Regions from separate parts of the Pan troglodytes genome. Here region 2 is linked to region 1. Evidence: chromatin contacts called from public Hi-C data. All regions are on one chromosome and are shown on one strand. Each heading gives the region's core, a stretch centred on a gene start, on an enhancer-like site or on the middle of the called end of the contact. The rest is flanking DNA. Distances are from core to core; before and after follow the strand shown. Region 1 overlaps RIPOR2 (RHO family interacting cell polarization regulator 2). Region 2 has its middle 29 kb from the start of RIPOR2.

The links. Hi-C and Micro-C count contacts between places; a contact is called where the count stands out from the background.
Region 2: a contact with region 1 is called in a Hi-C map of stem cell-derived neural progenitor cells, with 5 times the contacts expected there. The contact joins two enhancer-like sites. A contact is called at or near these places in 3 of 7 Hi-C or Micro-C datasets (blood, induced pluripotent stem cells and stem cell-derived neural progenitor cells) and 1 of 1 other capture datasets (stem cell-derived neural stem cells).

What each region holds. Positions count from the first base shown.
Region 1 is chr5:30,829,011-30,833,548 of NHGRI_mPanTro3-v2.0_pri, reverse strand. RIPOR2 (RHO family interacting cell polarization regulator 2) reads left to right here. Exons shown (of 23, transcript XM_063812147.1): 8 at 1,648-1,797. Among named protein-coding and RNA genes, the nearest start is that of ARMH2, 60 kb to the right of the region's middle. Within about 2 kb of position 2,563, at least 3 of the 24 cell types and tissues checked have an H3K27ac peak or open chromatin away from gene starts, as enhancers often do. A contact at or near this core is called in stem cell-derived neural progenitor cells, where this site is marked.
Region 2 is chr5:31,035,456-31,039,993 of NHGRI_mPanTro3-v2.0_pri, reverse strand. No RefSeq gene overlaps it. Among named protein-coding and RNA genes, the nearest start is that of RIPOR2, 29 kb to the right of the region's middle. Within about 2 kb of position 2,028, at least 1 of the 24 cell types and tissues checked has an H3K27ac peak or open chromatin away from gene starts, as enhancers often do. A contact at or near this core is called in stem cell-derived neural progenitor cells, where this site is marked.

The sequences.
Region 1 (4,538 bases), core at 1,314-3,813:
CCTTTAATCAAGAGAATAATTTTTAGTCTCTTCATGTTTGCATTCTAAACTAAGTGTCATTGATATCTGTGTAGAGAATGCAATTATGGAAAATTGTAATCCTCAAACAGGTTATAGTAATGCTTTTTAGTGAGCAGCCAAAAGTTTGCCTTCAGAACAAAACGGGACTCTTAAACTCTGAAATCTAGTATATGCATCTCCACTTTCTTCTGGATCTATAGTTAAGCTTCCTTTTTGAAGAAACAAAGTTCATACTGAAATGAAAATTCAAATAGTGCTAGGTAAGTATGCCTCCCCAAAGCAATAGGTTTTATTTGCTTTTGACAATGCCTGATGGTATTGTTGTTTGTTATCCGCCTGAAAATTCTTGTAGTTAACTGCAGTCAGTTAAAGATAGTACCAGACTTATAGAGATAAATATCATTAGGAATAACTTTAGAACAGGTTTTTTTTTTAGCTAAGCACAATGATGTGCACCTGTAGTCTCAGCTACTTGGGAGGTTAAGAGGATCACTTGAGCCCAGCAGTTAGAGACCAGCCTGAGCAACATAGCAAGACCTCATCTCAAAAAAAAAAAAAAAAAAATTTCAATCCTAGCACTACTGGCATTTGGGGATAATTCTCTATTGCGGGAAGCTGTCCTCTGCATTATAGGATGTTTAGCAGCATGCCTGGCCTCTACTCACTAGATGCCAGTAGACCCCTGGGGGTCAAAATTGCCTTGGCTTGATTGAGAATCACTGCCTTAGAAGAATTAGCTGATTATCAGGCTTATATGAGTATAAAATCAATAGTCATTTGAAAAGGGTATATTGTTATTATTTAGAAGCATAAGTGTAGATGTGTAGCAAAAGTTCATTTATATTGCTTCAATTTATTTTTTTGTAATTGTCATATAATTTACACGAAAAAGAGTTGAGTTCTTAAGTGTTCAGTTTGATATATTTAGACAATTGTGTTTTACCCTAATTTTAAGAATAACTTTTTCCTTTACAGTTGAGCCAAGACTTTACAAAAATTATCTTCAACATATATCCCCAAGTTACTTTATGAAATACTAAATCTGGATGTGTAAATATCAGGATGACAAATCCTAATATTGTGACACTACCTCTTAAAGTGATATTAGCCTAGGATACTACAAAGTTTTCACCTTGGTATGAAATTGTACAAACCCTTTCAGTGTTTGTTCTATATACAGAAGGCTCTCATCTTCCTTATTTAATACTTACAGTCTTATTTAATACTTAATTATTTTTATTATTTAATACTTATTTGTTTAATACTTATTTAATACTTACAGAAAGCTCTCATCTTTCTTATTTAATACTTACAGTCCACCCATGAACCCACAAAGTCACCTGGGAGTCATTTTAAACAATTCCAATGATAGCCTCAAACAATGCAAGAGAGGCACTTCCCTTTTGCATAATTTGAAAACAGGATTAGAGCAAAATCTGTTTTGAGACAAAATGTATCACAGTGGCTACAATAAAAACGATTGGTCCCTATCTAAAAGGATAATACTTCTACAGGATTCTCTTTGTAGAGGTCAGAAATATAAAGTAAATTAAGCATGTAACAATGATCTATGTATTTTCTTTCAAGCCTGACATTTATTTCTGTTTCCTGTTTTGATTCTGGCAGGTAGATGAACTCTATGAAGCTTATTGTATCCAGCGACGCCTCCAGGATGGTGCCAGCAAAATGAAGCAAGCCTTCGCAACATCCCCTGCCAGCAAAGCTGCCCGGGAGAGTCTGACAGAGATCAATCGGAGCTTCAAGGAGTACACAGAGGTATAACTCACTAACCTGCTTAAGTTGCCGAATCCCATCTGGCCTGGTGTGAATTGTTGGTAATTGCCAAGAACAAGGCAAACAGCAACCCACAACCTCATTCCACCCTCTGGAAAGATAGGTTTTACTGTTAGCCTAAAAAGTATGCAAGAAAGGCAATCGGTAGAATTGCTTAAAATGAATGAATAAGCTGGGAGTGGTGGCACGTGCCTGTAGTCCTAGTTATTCAAGAGGCTGAGGCAAGAGCATTGCTTGAGCCCAGGAGTTCAAGGCTGCGGTGAGCTACGATCGCGCCACTGCACTCCAGCCTGGGTGACAGAGTGAGGCCACATCTCTAAAATAAAATAAAATGAATGCGTAAACCACATTGCCCTGATTTGTGTCATTTAAACACACTTCTAAATATTCTAGTGTAAATCGAGCCTAGTTTTATCCCTGGAAGTGGAGCAGACCCTATGGTTCAGATAGCTACACTGGATGTCAGTGTTGGATCAGTAACCCTCTGCCTACAATGTTTTTTTTAATTGTGAGAAATTTTTATCATAAAGGAGCCAAGATTAAGAACCATGAACAGAAGTGTGCTTTCCTGGTTTCCAACTCTCTGGGGCCCAAGCATCTGACATAGAGAGGTCTTCACTCCTCCTGAGGTCACCTAATACCAATGTCTTTGATGAAATGACTAAATTATTAAAGCAGCACTCCTCACTATCCCATGAGTCTTTGTTCAGAGATCAGATTTCATGAATGAAGTCATCAGCCTGTAGAGGGTCTGTTGGACAATTCCCAGAGCTGAGCATCTGGTTCAGCCCTGGGATCAGAAGGACAGCTTGGATGACTGTCAGTAGGATCCCTTTGTGTGTACACTCCCGTGTTGCCTCTTGTCTAAACCAAGTTTCTCTCTTTATTTGACTTAAAGCAGGGCTTCTTTACCTAAGTTCCTCCTTTAGAATAATTTTTTTATTATTTTTTGAGAGATAGAGTCTTGCTCTGTCACACAGGCTGCAGTGCAGTGGTGCGATCTTGGCTCACTGCAATCTCTGCCTCCCGGGTTCAAGTGATTCTCCTGCCTCAGCTTCCCAAGTACCTCTCCTGCCTCAGCTTCCCAAGTAGCTGGGACTACAGGTGTGTGCCACCACACCTGGCTAATTTTTGTATTTTTAGTAGAGACGGAGTTTTACTATACGTTGGCCAGGCTGGTCTCGAACTCCTGATCTCAGGTGATCCGCTAGCCTCTGCCTCCCAAAGTGCTGGGATTACAGGCGTGAGCCACTGAGCCCGGCCTAGAATAATGTTTTTTAAATGCATAAAATAAAATACATAGGAATTGAAAAGAAGAAAATATATTGAAACACAGTTATTTCAATATCATCAGTATAGTTTTCAAAATATTTCAAAAGTCAAATATGTGACATAGTTCTATGCTGCTGCTTTATTAACACATCAAATTATAAGATCTAGTAGTGGCTCTAATAACTACTGAAACATCAAAGTAATGAAAAGTATAAATGATTTTTTAAAAAGTTATCTGCAATAAATAATGTGACATGAACATATATGTGATTTCTATCAGTGTCAAAGTCACAGGTATGGCTAATACTGCTGTGGCTTGTTTTCTACCTTCATCATACCTAAACATGTTTAATTTCAGTTAAATGATAGTGAAAATAAAGATCTGACTCTTCCCACCCTCCCCCATCCTACTTTATAGAGCTGCAGATTGAAAATTCCTGGCCTAGAAGCAGTCCTAGTTCACGAGACCCCACTTCTACAGATCTCTGAAATGAGGAGAGCCGTTTCCAATTATAAAGGATGTTTATAGGACAAATGCAGATAACTGACCAGCAGAATGCAGGGGCTGCCTTTGTTGGCATATTTGCAGGTCATTTCAGACACAGCCACCCTTGATCAAGTGCCAGGGCATGGCATCATGACCTTGCTCACAAATTCAAAGACATAGAGTGCAATTTAAACTGCCTTAGAGAAGAAAGAAGTCCAGGGCTTCTGTAGCCTCATACCTCATTTGGTATCAGGTGGTTTTATATCCTCATGGCCGGGTGCAGCGGCTTATACCTGTAATCCCAGCACTTTGGGAGGCCAAGTTGGGAGGTTCACTTGAGGTCAGGAGTTCAAGACTAGCCCAGCCAACATAGCGAAACCCCGTCTCTACTAAAAATACAAAAATTAGCCGGGCGTGGTGGCGGGCACCTGTAATCCCAGCTACTCGTGAGGCTGAGGCAGGAGAATCGCTTGAACCTGGGAGGCGGAGGTTGCAGTGAGCTGAGACAGCGCCGCTATACTCCAGCCTGGGTGACAGATAGAGACTCTATCTCAAAAAAACAAAAAAGCAAGAAAGAAATACATCCTCACATAACCACAAAAGCCAGCATGTTATTATGATGATGGTTTAAAATGAGGATTTAACAATGAGGTCAAGGTGGCTCAGGTGCTTTTGCGTGTGCAGCAATGTTCATCAGTGGCTGTGGGCGGGGGGGGTGCCAGGGGGTCGGGGGAGGAAAATTTTGACCATGGATGTCCTCAAGTCTTAACCTAGCTGCTCTCACGTTTTTCAGAGATACTGGTAGCAATCCTGACATGCATGATAGCATAGTTGATATGTCTGGAAACTGTGTTTCTTCACAGAAGTGCCCAATACTCTGAGGAAATAAATTGGTTTATAATACTGAGGCTTTGTTTTCAAGGCTTTCAAGCTACACAGAGCTCAGACTTCAGGAAGTTTTCCC
Region 2 (4,538 bases), core at 779-3,278, 210 kb before region 1:
AGAAGTAATTTTAACTTTTAAGCCTGATTATTTAACAAATACATTTCATAAGGCCACAACTGCCATTGATAGTAATTCCTCTCATGGACCCGGGCAAAGTAAATTTAAAACCTTCTGAAAGGATTCACCTTTCTAGATGCTACCAAGAACATCTCTGATTCATGGGGAGGATGTAAGAATATCAACATTAACAGGAGTTTGGAAGAAGTTGATTCCAACTCTCTTGGATGACTTTGAGGGGTTCAAGACTTCAGTGTATGAAGTAACTGCAGGTGTGGTTGAAATAGCAAAAGAACTAGAATTAGTAGTAAATCCTGAAGATGTGACTGACTTGCTGCAATCTCCAAACTAACAGATGAGGAGTTGTTTCTTATGGATGAGCAAGGAAAATGGTTTCTTGAGATGGAATATACTCCTGGTGAAGAGGCTGTAAACACTGTCCAAATGACAACAAATGATTTAGAATATAACATAAACTTAGTTAATAAAACAGTGGCAGGATTCCAGAGGATTGACTCCAATTTTGAAAGAAATTCTACTGTGATTAAAAGGCTATCAAAGAGTATCACATGCTACAGAGAAATCCTCTGTGAAAAGAAGAGTCAACTGATGTGGCAAACTTCATTGCTGTCTTATTTTAAGAAATTGCACCAGCCACCCTAGCCTTCAGCAACTACCACCATCAAGGCAAGGCCCTCAAGGAGCAAGATTACAACTCGCTGAAGGCTCAGATGACCATTAGCATGTTTTTTAGCAATGAACCATTTTTTAAATTTATATATATAATTGGTTTTTAGACATAATGCTCTTGCACATATAATGAACTATAGTATAGTATAAACATAACTTTTATATGCACTGGGAAACCAAAAAATTTGTGTGTGACTCATTTTCTTGAGATATTTGTTTTCTTGTGGGGGTCTGGAATCAAACCCACAATAACTCTGAGGTATGCCTGTAAATAATATATAATGTATATGTGCATGTGTGGGTGTGTGTAAGTGTGCATGCATGTGCGTGTGTGTGTGTGTGTAACTCCAAGGACAAAGATGTGAAGCACTTACACCAATCTATTAACAGGGAGAAGAAAGACAGGAAGGTAATGGGATCTTCTACCTCTTACTCTATATGCTTCTGTACCATGTAAATGTATTACTATAAAGCATTTTTATATTTGTTGTGGAATTAGAAAAACAAAAACATTAGTATATATAACATTGTAAACCCTTAACTCCACCGCTGTAACTCAGTTATAATATTTTTAGTATTCTTTTCTAGCTTTATTAAATATTTCTATTTTTAGTTAGATATTTTATATCTTCTTAGACATCATGTTTTCATATTACTACATGTTAAAATAATTATAATATTCCATATTCTGAATGAGCCATAGCTTCAACTTTTCTTCAATTGTTGACTATTAAACAATCTTATGAAGAATACCATCCATATTACATTTTTCATGTTTTAAATTCTTTTCTTGCAAGAAAATTCTTGAAATTGGATTATGGAATCAAAGGATATGAACAATTGTTCTGATGCATCTCAGTCTTCCAGTGAATGTGCAGGCCCATGTAACATGGACAGTCTTCTGTGTTCTCCCTAAACATATATTTCCCATGGTGCTCCACAATGTTAATTCTGCAGAAGCTACCACTCTGCTGTTTGCAAATGTTACTCGTGCACTCTTTCTTTTCCAAAAATGCCTTCAACACCTTTAAGGGGATAATGTTTTCTGAGAAACAACGAAAACCTTATTCAGTGCCTCCATATATTCTAAAGCATTAACCAAACGTAAGAAAAAAGATATCAGAACTTTGCCTTCTTGTCATGGCCATGATATTATTTTAACAGCTAAAAATCAAGGTTAGTTGAACCAAAAAAATAGTTAAACTAGAATTGTAAGAATAAGTATTTTCCCTGTGGACTCAATTTTAATTTGAATGGAGAAAATGCTACCTTGAACAGTTGCAAGTAGGTACATTAGGAAACTGCAATGAGCCTATGTTGTCGACAGGTGGCGGAAGAGGACCACATCAAACCCCTGCCGCCGGCACACTAGTTCCTTTTTGCCCCTTTGAAAGCTGTAGCTGTGGACTCCATGAGGACTTCAAAGTAATTAAAGCGGCTGCCTTTCACCTTTTCAAGAGTTTGTTTCATCTGATGTATCTAGGAAGAGAGGGGCTTCCTTTGGGGTCCCAGTGGTCCCTTGGAAGCTCGCCCTTGGGTCTTCACACAGATACCCCCTCCACCCTGTAGCGTCCTGTTCACCCCACTGCCTTGCAGGCTGATGTGCGGCACGCTTCACCGAAGCTTTTGGGTATTTAAGGACACTACAGAGCAGAAGGTTAAAAATTAAAGTTTTATGCTAAGTATGACTTCCTCTTATTTTGGTGAAAAACTAACCTTCCTTCCTTCCTCCCTTCCTCCCTCCCTCCCTTCCTACCTTCCTCCCTCCCTCCCTTCCTTCCTCCCTCCCTCCCTTCCTCCCTCCCTTCCTTCCTCCCTCCCTTCCTTCCTCCCTCCCTCCCTTCCTCCCTCCCTCCCTTCCTACCTTCCTCCCTCCCTTCCTCCCTCCCTCCCTCCCTTCCTCCCTTCCTACCTCCCTCCCTCCCTCCCTACCTTCCTCCCTCCCTCCCTTCCTCCCTCCCTTCCTCCCTTCCTCCCTCCCTCCCTTCCTCCCTCCCTTCCCTTCCTTCCCTTCCTTCCTGAATGAGATGGAAGATCTCACTATGTCTCCCAGGCTGGCATCAAACTCCTGGGCTCTATCAGTGTTCCCACCTCACCCTCCCTAGTAGCTGGGACTACAAGCATGCCCCACCACACCCATCTCTAAGGCTCCCTTCACAGGAGGGTGCCTTGGGATGCACAGAACTCCTAATCATTCTTTCCTGCTCTCAAATCCAGGCCTCTTTATAGGGAGAGGGAAAAAAAATGTATCTCTCCTTCCTATCTCACCCAGGCATTCTTCACCCAAGATTTAGGAGACCTCTTCCACTCAAAGGAAGTCATCCTAGGACCTCATAGAAACTCATCCTAGGACCATGCCTGTTCCTAGGCAGTGCATTTCCAAATGAAATATTCACACTAATAATTCCTCAATGGCTTCATAGATGCAATCAGCCACCACCTGTATCACTGCAAGACCCCGGGGTCCATGGCTGAGAGGGAGGGAGCCCTGCTGGCTTTGGACTTCAAGGCCTCCTGGCATCCAGGGCAGGCAGGTACACTCTTAGTATGGCTGTCTTAGAGATCTTCCCATGGCTAAACATGCAGGTGAAGGTGGACTCAAACCCACAGACCTTTGAGCAATAAATGTTTATTTTCCCAGAAAGTTGTCTCCATTTTTAGGAAGGAAGGGATATTTTCCCAACTTGCCAAGCAGAGGAGTTCAAACGTCACTTTATTAGGCAAAGCAATGTTACTTCTTGTGTTTTGAAGTCACTTCTCCCCAACCACCCGCCGAGCCGTTTTTTTTTTTTTTTTTCAAATTATGCATCTTTAGGCCAACCAGGAATAGGAAAGGGGCCTATGTCTAAGACATTCATTTCTTAATGAACATTCCCTTCAGTACACAAAAGCTAGACTCCCTTAACTTTGAAATGCCATGTTGTAGGGGGTAGATTCTTAGGGTCCTCCTCAGCCTCAGCCTGTGGGCAGGTGGGAGTTGGGTAGTTTTGTTCTTTCACTTACATAACTAAAAAACCAAGATGGGAGGACTGGACGCTCTGTGTAACCACAGATATCACGCCATTGAAGGGTGCGGTCCGAATGAGAGAGTCTCATGTGTTAATAATTATCTGCTACTCACAAAATGGTAGCCCTGCCCAGTAATCCAGCTAAGGAGCTAAAAAGAGAATTTTTCATTTTTGAGGCATGGACCTACCCCATCTGGACCTGTGGAGAGCCTGTTTCCATTAAAACAGCATTTACCAACCTGGTCATTTCGGTAGCTGTGATTGGCTCAGGTGAATGAAACTTAGCAGTAAAAATTTTCATTTATCTCTTTTGCATGGAAAAACCTCTAAGACTGGGGTAAATGTGCTTCCACAAAATAGGTCAAGTAAATTCTTATAAGGCCAAGCAATGAAGCAATGTTTCCAGGGGCCTCAGGCCAATAGTTCTGTGGGAAAAAAAAATGAAAATATCAGTGGCCTCGCAAGCCAGGAACAAACATTTTGTTGCCCTCTGGGTAGACAGATGTTACTAAGCATTAAGTTCAACTAGACATTTGGGACTCAATGATTAGGGCATTTGTGACCATTGCAACAGTGAGTCCCAGCTGCCCGAACCCCACCAGCTAAAGTATCCACAGCTCTGGTGCATCTCTGTAGAACTTACAGTGAATTCTGGAAATGGTACATGCCTAATAATAATTATGTTATCATTGTACACTTTCTTTTTTTTTACAGAGTGTTTATGAAGACAGACATGCTTCAATAACATTACCTAGGAAATGTAGCATTTGCGTTCCTGCCCAGAAGAGAACTATTTTGAGCTTGCTTGGGTCCCATCTGGAACTGACTTTTCCCATTAAA